2 separate regions of the Mus musculus genome follow, and region 1 is linked to region 2. A link is a contact called in public HiChIP or PLAC-seq data. All regions are on one chromosome and are shown on one strand. Each heading gives the region's core, a stretch centred on a gene start, on an enhancer-like site or on the middle of the called end of the contact. The rest is flanking DNA. Distances are from core to core; before and after follow the strand shown. Region 1 has its middle 4.5 kb from the start of Gm40932. Region 2 has its middle 4.5 kb from the start of Gm23104.

Region 1 (4,985 bases), core at 773-3,272, 70 kb after region 2:
GATTGCACATTCGGTTCCTTCCCAGCTTAAAAAGCGATCTCACATTCCCAGCAGGATGTGTCCGGGGAGAGCCATCTGAAGGCACCAGCCTGCATTATAGAGGTACATCAGGAGAAGCACTGCAGGCTTTCTGACAATCCAGGGTGAGCCTGCTGTTACCCACGCTCTAGATATCAAAGGTATGATCGTCTGGTTGGTTGTCTCAGGAGCTGGTGCCAACAGCCCACTTTATATCCGTGGGTGGTGCCTTCTGTTTAAAGGTCAGAGAGCTCAAATTTTGTGTTTATAGAACTATATATATTAACAAAAAATGTCTAGGTTACTGTCACTATGATTCCGATTGGATTTCAAGACACCTAGGAGATTTGTAAAGCACAGTTCTGAGTGTGTCTGCGAAATGGTTTCCAAACACAATTATGTTCCTGAGGTCTTTAGCCTAATGAATCAATCACCGATCACGAATTCAAAGTTTAAAGACTCTCGGGAGGTGGTAAAACTGTGAGAGGTGGGGGCCTAGTGGGAGGAAGTGGTTATTGGGAATGTGCCATTAGTGTGTATCTTGGATGTTTCCTACTGTTCCTCTTTGCTTCTGGCTGCTCTGGAGTGAGCAACTCTTCTCTACCTGTGCCTCCCACCATGATATACTGTCTCAATCACAACCCCCAAGCAACAGAGCCAATCAAGCCCAAACTGAAACCCTTAAGACCAAAATGAACCTTTCCTCTTTTAGGCATTTGTTACAGAGGCAAACATCCTGCTGAACACACTAACCAAGCAATGAAGAACTATCTCATGATTGGAATTAACCTGAAGGCAGTAAGCTGTGTTCGTGTTAGCTGGCCTCCTGCTCATTAGGGCTCCTGCCCCCTCTGTTGGCTTGCCTGAGGCATAATTTGCACTTAGCACCCAATTCTTCTCAATCCCTTCTAGAAAAACCAATTTGCATGCCTTTTAATTAAACACACGCATTGCATTACTACCTCCCTAAGGGTTCTACTCCTGGTCTGCCTAACTCCCAGCTCTACCTAAGCCACAGAATCCTTAAAGAAAGGGTCAAGATTCCATTTGATAGAAGAACATTGGATGAGCAAATTGGAAGTAAAAGGATTGGAATTTAGATGTGTGCTGTCTAGCAAGAACATAATTCACCCATCTGTTCTGGCTTCAGATTCTTTATTTGTTAAATGATTAGGTTTGAGAACCAAGACATTAAAAAAAAATGTCCATCTGTGTGCCTGTGCTATATGCCCGTATGAAGGACAGTTTGCTGAGACCAGCGTCGCCTGGAGTTAGAGTTACAGGTGGTTGGAACCTGTGTGCTGTGGGTGGCAGAGACTCCAGTCCTCTGGAAGAGTAGCAAGTGCTCTTGTGTGCTGAGTCATTCTCTCAGCCATTGCAATCTAGATTTTTATATCTCAGGAGCTCAGGGATCATTTTTGGAGAAGACAATACTGTTACAACAACAACAACAACAAAAATGACATACAAAAACAACAACAACCCCTTCTATCTCAGACGTAATACAACTCTAATAATGAGAAGTTGAATCTACATCCACAGGGAGACATTTTGATGGTGTCTCACACCACACCTGGATATATGTGTGACCACAGAGGGGCAGGAGCTGGCGGGAGCTCAGCGTCTTTTGTGAAATGCAATGTGCTGACCTCTAAGATTCTCCCCACTGATTCCCCTCTCCTTCCCTCCTACTTTTCCCTTTGTTAGTATTTCTTCTCTTTCTCCTTTTCAACTCCTCCCTCCCTTCCCTTTCATTCCCTTCCTTCCTTTCTTTAGTTCTGACAGTTGAATCCTTGGACGATAGGCAAGTGCTTATAGATGAACAGCACCTCCAGATCACCCCTGACTCTAAAAGGTGCTTTGTAATCAAGGATTCAGGAGCTTAGAAAGGACTTCTGCAAGACCACACAGCTAGAATGTGGTAGTGTACCAAGTTCCCAGGAGTCCTGAGAGGGAAGTCTCAGCTTCTATACTTAGGTGTTTGCTAGCCTCTGACATTCCGTAATGACCAAAGAACCTGGGTTTTTCTAACTTCCTAGTTTCATTCTGTTGCTGTGGTAAAGCCCTGACAAAAGCCAACTCAGGGAGAAGAATGTTTATTTGTTTCTGTTTCCACAAGACCATGGAGGAGTGCTGCCAACAGGCTTGCTCTCTGTGGCCTATTCAGTGCCATGGAACATATTTACTTGGGTCAACTTCAGTTATAGATGAGGAAGAAACAGTCAGCTAGTGTCATGGAGGAGGAATGGAAAGATGCAGTGTTAATACTCCAGCCCTTCCCTATGGTATCATCAACTTGTCCTAATTGGCCAAAATAATCTTGGCTCTAAAACTGAAATTCCCAAGTCCGGCAAAACTCAATGCTAGGCAAACCTATATGGTTGTTTACCTGGAATTTCTATAATTAGGAGAATATAATTTCTATTCTATACAGTATAAAAATAAATAGCCTTCTGTTGATGTCACCTTGGAGGTTATGTCTGAGATAATTTGATGTCTAGGGAGAATTCAAAATTCATTTGTAGGCTTGTGGACAAGGAGACTTTCAGATGTCCTGAACCCCAGACACAGTAGGAATCACTGTGGTTATTAGTTGGGGGAATAGTGCTGTAGCTATATTCTCAAGAGCCAAAGCAATGAGCAATGATTCCAAACCAGTTCCCAATAATGCTCCAAATTGCAGTGTTGATTTGAAAGCAAGCTAAGACTGAGTGAAACCCAAATGATGTCCACAGAGAGTTGTTAGTTTAACCAGGAACTATAGTTCCTTTCAGCCAACCTGAGAAATATATCAGTGCAAAAATCTAGTCCAATTCCTGGGACCAACAGACGTCTCACCCAGTTTCGTCCAGCAGAGTGGCTCAACTGCAATCCATCCCACTGGGTGCCTGGCATTGGAAAGGATGGATGTGAGTTGGATGGTGGGGGAGGACACCGCTCTCAAGAACCAAGAGATGGGGAGCCTTTCCCTATTTGCTGATTCATGCCAGTGCCTGTACTGAAGGCAGATACAGGTTTTCACCACCCTTCCACCCTGAGCTGTTTACAGGCTCCTGCTAGTATGGAGCAGAATGGACATCAAGGTAGTTACACCATTGCCCTGTTCACAAGGGATGGCTCTGAACCACCTGTCTGATAGCCTACCCCAGGGGAACAAAGGAACTCTGAGGAGAAACTATCCAGTTCTTTTCCTGCGATAGGCTGAGGTCACACTGCTGGGGTTGCTGGGAGTAAGTTTGCACAGAACGCTCCCCTACCACTCTGTCGCCACACTGATGCTATCCCCACTGCTGGCTGCCCCAGCACTGTGAGCAGGCACTCTTGTCAAGACTGGGAACGAACACAGCAGGAGTGCTGTGCTTTCTGTCATCAGTTTTCCCAGGGAGAGCCTGGCTCTGAACCTCCAACTGGTCAGAGGAAAACTGCTTCAGGACCTTCATGTTACTGGTGCTACCAGGAGGTGCCAGAGGTCCTCAATACTAACAGGGCAACAGTGCTTGAGCCAATCTCTACCACGTGGCAGGAACCACCACTTCTATCATAGAAGTGTCCATAGACAATGTATTTCCCAGATTCGGCTGTCTGGTACCACAGCTGCAGTGTCTATAGTTTTGCATGGACCACAGACGTAGTGTGTCCAAACTCATTAATCATCTCTAAAGAGAGTATAGGGAGGCTACACTATGATGTCTAGGTGGAAATAAAGCCAGTGTACTTTCAAGATACATCTTCAGGAGAAAGCCACTTATAAAGAAAGTTATCCCATAAGAGTGGTAGAGATCTCGACTCCCCGAGATACACACATCTTACTGCAGGAATATAACAAACATGAAAAAGTAATATACCTGCAAATGATGATAATCCTCTAACAACAGATTGCAAAGAAATTGAAACAGATGAAATGTCTGATGAAGCGTTCAAAAGAATAATTACAAAAAGCTCAGTGAGATCCTAAAGGATGCAGACAAATCATTACACGCAATTAGCAAAACCATATAGGGCATGAACGAGACATTTTTATAGAGAAACTGTTTGAGAAGGAAACGAAGAGCATGCTCAAACAGTCCGATGATAAATCAGTGGAAATCCTTCAGTAACCATCAGATGGAAGAAGGGAGGACATCCGAGCCTGAAGACAGGACAACAGGGACAAAAACAAGCATGAAGAAAGATTCAGGGGCCTTTGGGACAGGGCCTCTGAGATGGCTCAGCAAGTTAAGGGGCTTGCTACCAAGCCTAGTAAGTTTGATCCCTGGACCCCACAGTGTGAAAAGAGAACGGACTACTACAAATTGTCCTCTGACTTCTACATAGTGGGAAATCACAGCACCCCACTGTAATCAATAGACAGAGCATCAGCAAACCAACACCGGAATAAAAGTAGATGGTAGGTTATGTGAGCCGATCAGATATTTAGAGGACGTGAACATCCAATAGCTATGTAACATGTGCTTTTTCATCAGTCCATAGAACTTTCCCTAATTCAGACCATGCACTGGGCCACAAAAGTCATCCCAACACATTTTAAAGGAGTGAAATTCTATCTTGTGTCTTTTCTGATTCCAGTGGAATACCACAAGAAGGGAACAATAAAGAGACTTTAGAAATTATATAAATCCTTGATTACCAAAATGGCACTTTGAGAACCTTCTACTTTGTTTATTATTGTTGTTCTCTTCCACACATGGAACCTAAACCTGGTCAACTAGAAAGTAGAAAAGTGTTTGTGATGCCTTGGGAAGGGTGCTGTGGGGTGGAGGTGAGTCTGGAGGAAAGGTGGCTGGGTGTGGTCAGTGTGCAGTCTGTCCCTGTAGGGAGAGAGCATAGTGAATCCCATCAGTATGATGTGTGTGTGCTTGGAAAGGGACAGAAATGGCCCTGCCCCTGACTCTATCCTTGGAACTTCTCATTTGGTGAGTCTGAGGCAGGGTTGCGAGGTGAAGGTTTACCTCATTTCTCTGTTGTCT
Region 2 (5,053 bases), core at 1,867-4,366:
AAGCACCTGAAAAAATGTTCAACATCCTTAATCATCAGGGAAATGCAAATCAAAACAACCCTGAGATTCCACCTCACACCAGTCAGAATGGCTAAGATAAAAAATTCAGGTGACAGCAGATGCTGGCGAGGATGTGGAGAAAGAGGAACACTCCTCCATTGTTGGTGGGATTGCAGGCTTGTACAACCACTCTGGAAATCCGTCTGGCGGTTCCTCAGAAAATTGGACATAGTACTACCGGAGGATCCAGCAATACCTCTCCTGGGCATATATCCAGAAGATGCCCCAACTGGTAAGAAGGACACATGCTCCACTATGTTCATAGCAGCCTTATTTATAATAGCCAGAAACTGGAAAGAACCCAGATGCCCCTCAACAGAGGAATGGATACAGAAAATGTGGTACATCTACACAATGGAGTACTACTCAGCTATTAAAAAGAATGAATTTATGAAATTCCTAGCCAAATGGATGGACCTGGAGGGCATCATCCTGAGTGAGGTTACACATTCACAAAGGAACTCACACAATATGTACTCACTGATAAGTGGATATTAGCCCAAAACCTAGGATACCCAAGATATAAGATACAATTTCCTAAACACATGAAACTCAAGAAAAATTAAGACTGAAGTGTGGACACTATGCCCCTCCTTAGAAGTGGGAACAAAACACCCTTGGAAGGAGTTACAGAGACAAAGTTTGGAGCTGAGATGAAAGGATGGACCATGTAGAGACTGCCATATCCAGGGATCCACCCCATAATCAGCATCCAAACGCTGACACCATTGCATACACTAGCAAGATTTTATCGAAAGGAGCCAGATGTAGCTGTCTCTTGTGAGACTATGCCGGGGCCTAGCAAACACAGAAGTGGATGCTCACAGTCAGCTAATGGATGGATCATAGGGCTCCCAATGGAGGAGCTAGAGAAAGTACCCAAGGAGCTAAAGGGATCTGCAACCCTATAGGTGGAACAACATTATGAACTAACCAGTACCCCGGAGCTCTTGACTCTAGCTGCATATGTATCAAAAGATGGCCTAGTCGGCCATCACTGGAAAGAGAGGCCCATTGGACACGCAAACTTTATATGCCCCAGAACAGGGGAACGCCAGGGCCAAAAAGGGGGAGTGGGCGGGTAGGGGAGTAGGGGTGGGTGGGTAATTTTGGTATAGCATTGGAAATGTAAATGAGCTAAATACCTAATTTAAAAAAAAACTGTAAAATTGGGGGCTGGAGAGATGGCTCAGCCGTTAAGAGCACGGACTGCTCTTCCAGAGGTCCTAAGTTCAATTCCCAGCTACCACATGGTGGCTCACAACCATCTGTACAGCTACAGTGTGCATATATACATAAAAACAAATAAATAAAGCCACCATGTGGTTGCTAGGAATTGAACTCAAGACCTTTGGAAGAGCAGTCCATCCTCTTAACCACTGAGCCATCTCTCCAGCCACCAACATCCTTGTTTCTTATGCCTTTGGATTGTTATCTTGTGGCTGTTTTGTCTACTATTCATGTTCAGGCTTTTGTATATGGACCCGTTTTTCATTTCTTTGTGGAGGGTGGGGGTGGATGTACATAAGAGTAGAATGCTCAAGCATATAGTGGTTCTATATCAAATGTTTGGAAGTAATGCCAAACTGATTTCCACAGCACTTGCAATGTTTCATAATCTCATTAGGAAAGTATCAGATTTCAGTTTCTCTGTGTCCTCATCATCATGAGATATATTTTGAAAAGTTTTCCTGGAACTCTGAGACAGCTCAGGATAGTTTAAATGATCTGGTTGCTTGAACATCATTTTTACCCTCAACTTGGGATCACAGAACTGTTAATATAGAGCAGTGTTTCTTAGTCAGGGTTTGTATTCCTGCACAAAACATTATGACCAAGAAGCAAGTTGGGGAGGAAAGGGTTTATTCAGCTTATACTTCCACATGGCTGTTCATCACCAAAGGAAGTCAGCACAGGAACTCACACAGGACAGGAACCTGGAGGCAGGAGCTGATGCAGAGGCCATGGAGGGGTGCTGCTTACTGGCTTGCTTCCCCTGGCTTGCTCAGCTTGCTTTCTTATAGAACACAGGACTACCAGCCCAGGGATGGCACCACCCACAATGGGCTGGGCCCTCCCTCCTTGATCACTAATTGAGAAAATGCCTTTCAGCTGGATTTCATGGAGGCATTTCCTCAAGGGAGGCTCCTTTCTCTGTGATAACTCCAGCTTGTGTCAATTTGGCACACAAAACCCAGCCAGTGCACAGTGTTTCTGCACTGAGAACAACGCCGAACACCTATTTATCCCGCATTCACACCTGTTTAACCTTACGGCTGTTTTTGACGATCCATTTCTCTCTCTCCACCATGCAATTCCAATCTTGTGAAAATTCCCATTTGCTCTCATCATTTCATAAATCTCAAAATTGGACCAAAAAAAATCATAAGAGACAAGACTTGAACGTAGGTTCATTTGTGTGTATTGTTTTTGTTTTTGTGATACCGAGGGGTCCATGAATTTAGATTGCAGAAATCCAAAGTAGAGACTTGGTCTCCCACCCACGCGTAAAGGGCACCTTATCTGAATGGGGTCCCTTGCACTGAGAAAGACAAGTTGTTTTAAAAAGTGTAGTTAGTCTCTATCGTCAGCAGAGGGCAGACCTCAGCAGCCTGAGAGCTGGTAGCCAGGATGCGATCTTGACACCGCGTTGCGTCTCTGAGGGCCTGCAGGGGGCGCTGCAGCTCACATCAGCTGCCAAGGACGCTGCCGTCACCAGCTGCTGGCTTCTGGCTGTTGCTACTGTTCCTCACATGAAGCTGGGGGAAAGAATTCATCATTTGAGAGGTTGAGAGAGGAAAGGGCACGCTGCTGTCTTCCTCAAGACACTGGCCTGCTGCAGACATCCGGGAGGTTTACATTTTTGGGATTCAATTCGGTCATCTGAATTTATCATGGCTACAAAGAATATAAAGTCAAAGAAAAAAAATTGTATGTTAAAGTTTTCTAGTGACAGTGTACTTTTCTGAACACGGAACTAAAAAGGATAAACAGCCGCGGGCTAGGGACAAGGTTGAGTGACCCCCATCAGGACCTCCACGGGAACGTTTCCTGCTGTGAGTCAGTTTCTTCAGGGAGAGCAAGAGATGGAAACTCCATCTGACAGACCTGATACCGACTCTGGAGTTCTAAAATAGAACTCTGACACGTTTGGGCTAAACGCCTTCTCCTAGGAAGCAAGATTCTCGGCTCTGCATTTCAGAGGCAGATACTGGGGAAGACTGGTTGCTTGGGTTTTTAGGGTTTCTTGAGGTTCATCCGCATCTAGAACTGATGTGTGAATTGTGTTATTTCTTGGCCTATCATGCCTATATGCAAGCTATTCTGCTATAATAAATGAGGCTATTTAACTTTTTTTTTCTGTTTTCTTTTTCTTTTTTTTCTTTTTCTGTTTTTGAGAAAAAGTCTTATTCTACAGCCCAGGCTGGCTTGACATCCTGTAACCCAAGCTGTCCTCAGTCTGCTGACACCGCTCCCCGCTCAGCTCTCAGCCTCCCTCAGTGCATACACTACGTCCCCTTAAAGGACTTAACACTTTTGAGGAAGTCTTTATGGTCCTCGTTTTTTTAAAAACAAGAAAGCCACAGCTGTTAAAGTTCAAAGTCACGGAGTGAACCCCTGACAGAGGAGAAAATGCCACAAAATGGCTAATCTCCCTTCAGGGCTGTTGACAGTTAGTGTGCTAGTATCAACCGGTGTTATCACATTCCTCAGAAGAGGCCTGGCAGATGAGGGGCAGGATGCCCACTTACATTTAGATTCCCGGCAAAGAGCAAATACCCTTTAGTCACACCCAAAATATTGCACAGGACATGCATACTTTTCCCGACCCCAGTAGACAGTTGTGGAGGAAGAGATTTCTCTCTCCTCCCATCACTAGATTTCGATTGGAGACTTACAACAGATTAACAAGAGAACAGTATAACAAATTGATTTTGTGTGTGTGTGTGTGTGTGTGACCTGGGAGACCAGAAACAAAGGCCCAAAGAATGAGAGAAGTTGTTTTTATCTGTGTGTGTGTGTGTGTGTGTGTGTGCCTCTCTCTGTCTCTGTGTGTGTGTCTGTCTCTGTCTCTTTCTGTCTCTCTGTGTCTCTGTCTCTCTCTGTGAAGGCATCTCTGAGTATCTTCTTCTATCCTGCTCCATTTTACTTTTTTGAGACAAGATCTCTTCACCAACCTGGAACTTGCTGTTTAGCCCAGATTAGCTGACCAGCGAGCCCCCGATTTCCTCTTGTCTGCCTCTGGGTGAGATATAGGTGCAAGAGATCTGACCTCAGACCCTCAGGCTTGCTCACTAATTACTTTATCCATTGGGCCACGCCCCATCACTGAGATACTGTAATCTTGTAGGCACTTATGTAGAGGTATGATTGCTCAAAAGGATGTGATCTGAGGCTGATAGGCTGGGAGAACTCAGACACTTCTCAGTGGCCCTGGAGCTTTGGAGAGAAGGGTGCTCCTTTACCTCCAGTGTAGGAAGAACGCCTATCAAATGAAGGACTTGAGATCTGTTTCAGGATGGAAGGGGGTCGGGGGAGAAAGAGTTTCCTGCTCTGTTAGTTACTTTATCATCGTGCTAGCCAAATACCTTTTGGGAATAAAGGAGGAGGATGTATTCTGGCTCATGGTTTCATAGGGTGCAGTCCGTACTTACTGGTCTCCATCACAGCACCAAAGACTTAAGCAGAACATCATGTACCAGGAGTAGAGGGCGGCTGTTTACATCACAGAGGCAGCTAGTAAGAGTATGCGTGGATTGTGCGTGGCCGGTCATACTTTTAGTCCAGTACTTGGAAGGCAGAAGCAAGCAGATGTCAGCAAGTTCCAATCCAGCTTGATCAACATAGGAAGGTCTCTCTCTCTCACACACACACACACACACACACACACACACACACAGACACACACAGACACACACAGACACACACACTACCAGAGACCTAACCCCCTACCCTGACTATTTTTCTAACTAGTTCCCGCCCCTTAAATTCC

What was found. HiChIP or PLAC-seq counts read pairs in DNA pulled down with a chosen protein or histone mark.
Region 1: a contact with region 2 is called in an H3K27ac HiChIP or PLAC-seq map of microglia, with 4 times the contacts expected there. The contact joins two enhancer-like sites. A contact is called at or near these places in 3 of 39 promoter capture datasets (the 3T3-L1 cell line, the HPC-7 cell line and neutrophils), 2 of 15 datasets of contacts at CTCF or cohesin (CD8 T cells and pro-B cells), 23 of 484 Hi-C or Micro-C datasets (the BV-2 cell line, CD8 T cells, the G1E-ER4 cell line and 14 more), 8 of 115 datasets of contacts at active chromatin or transcription factors (CD8 T cells, the HPC-7 cell line, bone marrow-derived dendritic cells and 4 more) and 1 of 9 other capture datasets (bone marrow-derived macrophages).

The regions. Positions count from the first base shown.
Region 1 is chr13:45,099,914-45,104,898 of GRCm38.p6, forward strand. No RefSeq gene overlaps it. Among named protein-coding and RNA genes, the nearest start is that of Gm40932, 4.5 kb to the right of the region's middle. Within about 2 kb of position 2,023, at least 13 of the 459 cell types and tissues checked have an H3K27ac peak or open chromatin away from gene starts, as enhancers often do. A contact at or near this core is called in bone marrow-derived macrophages and microglia, where this site is marked.
Region 2 is chr13:45,028,320-45,033,372 of GRCm38.p6, forward strand. No RefSeq gene overlaps it. Among named protein-coding and RNA genes, the nearest start is that of Gm23104, 4.5 kb to the left of the region's middle. Within about 2 kb of position 3,117, at least 60 of the 459 cell types and tissues checked have an H3K27ac peak or open chromatin away from gene starts, as enhancers often do. A contact at or near this core is called in bone marrow-derived macrophages and microglia, where this site is marked.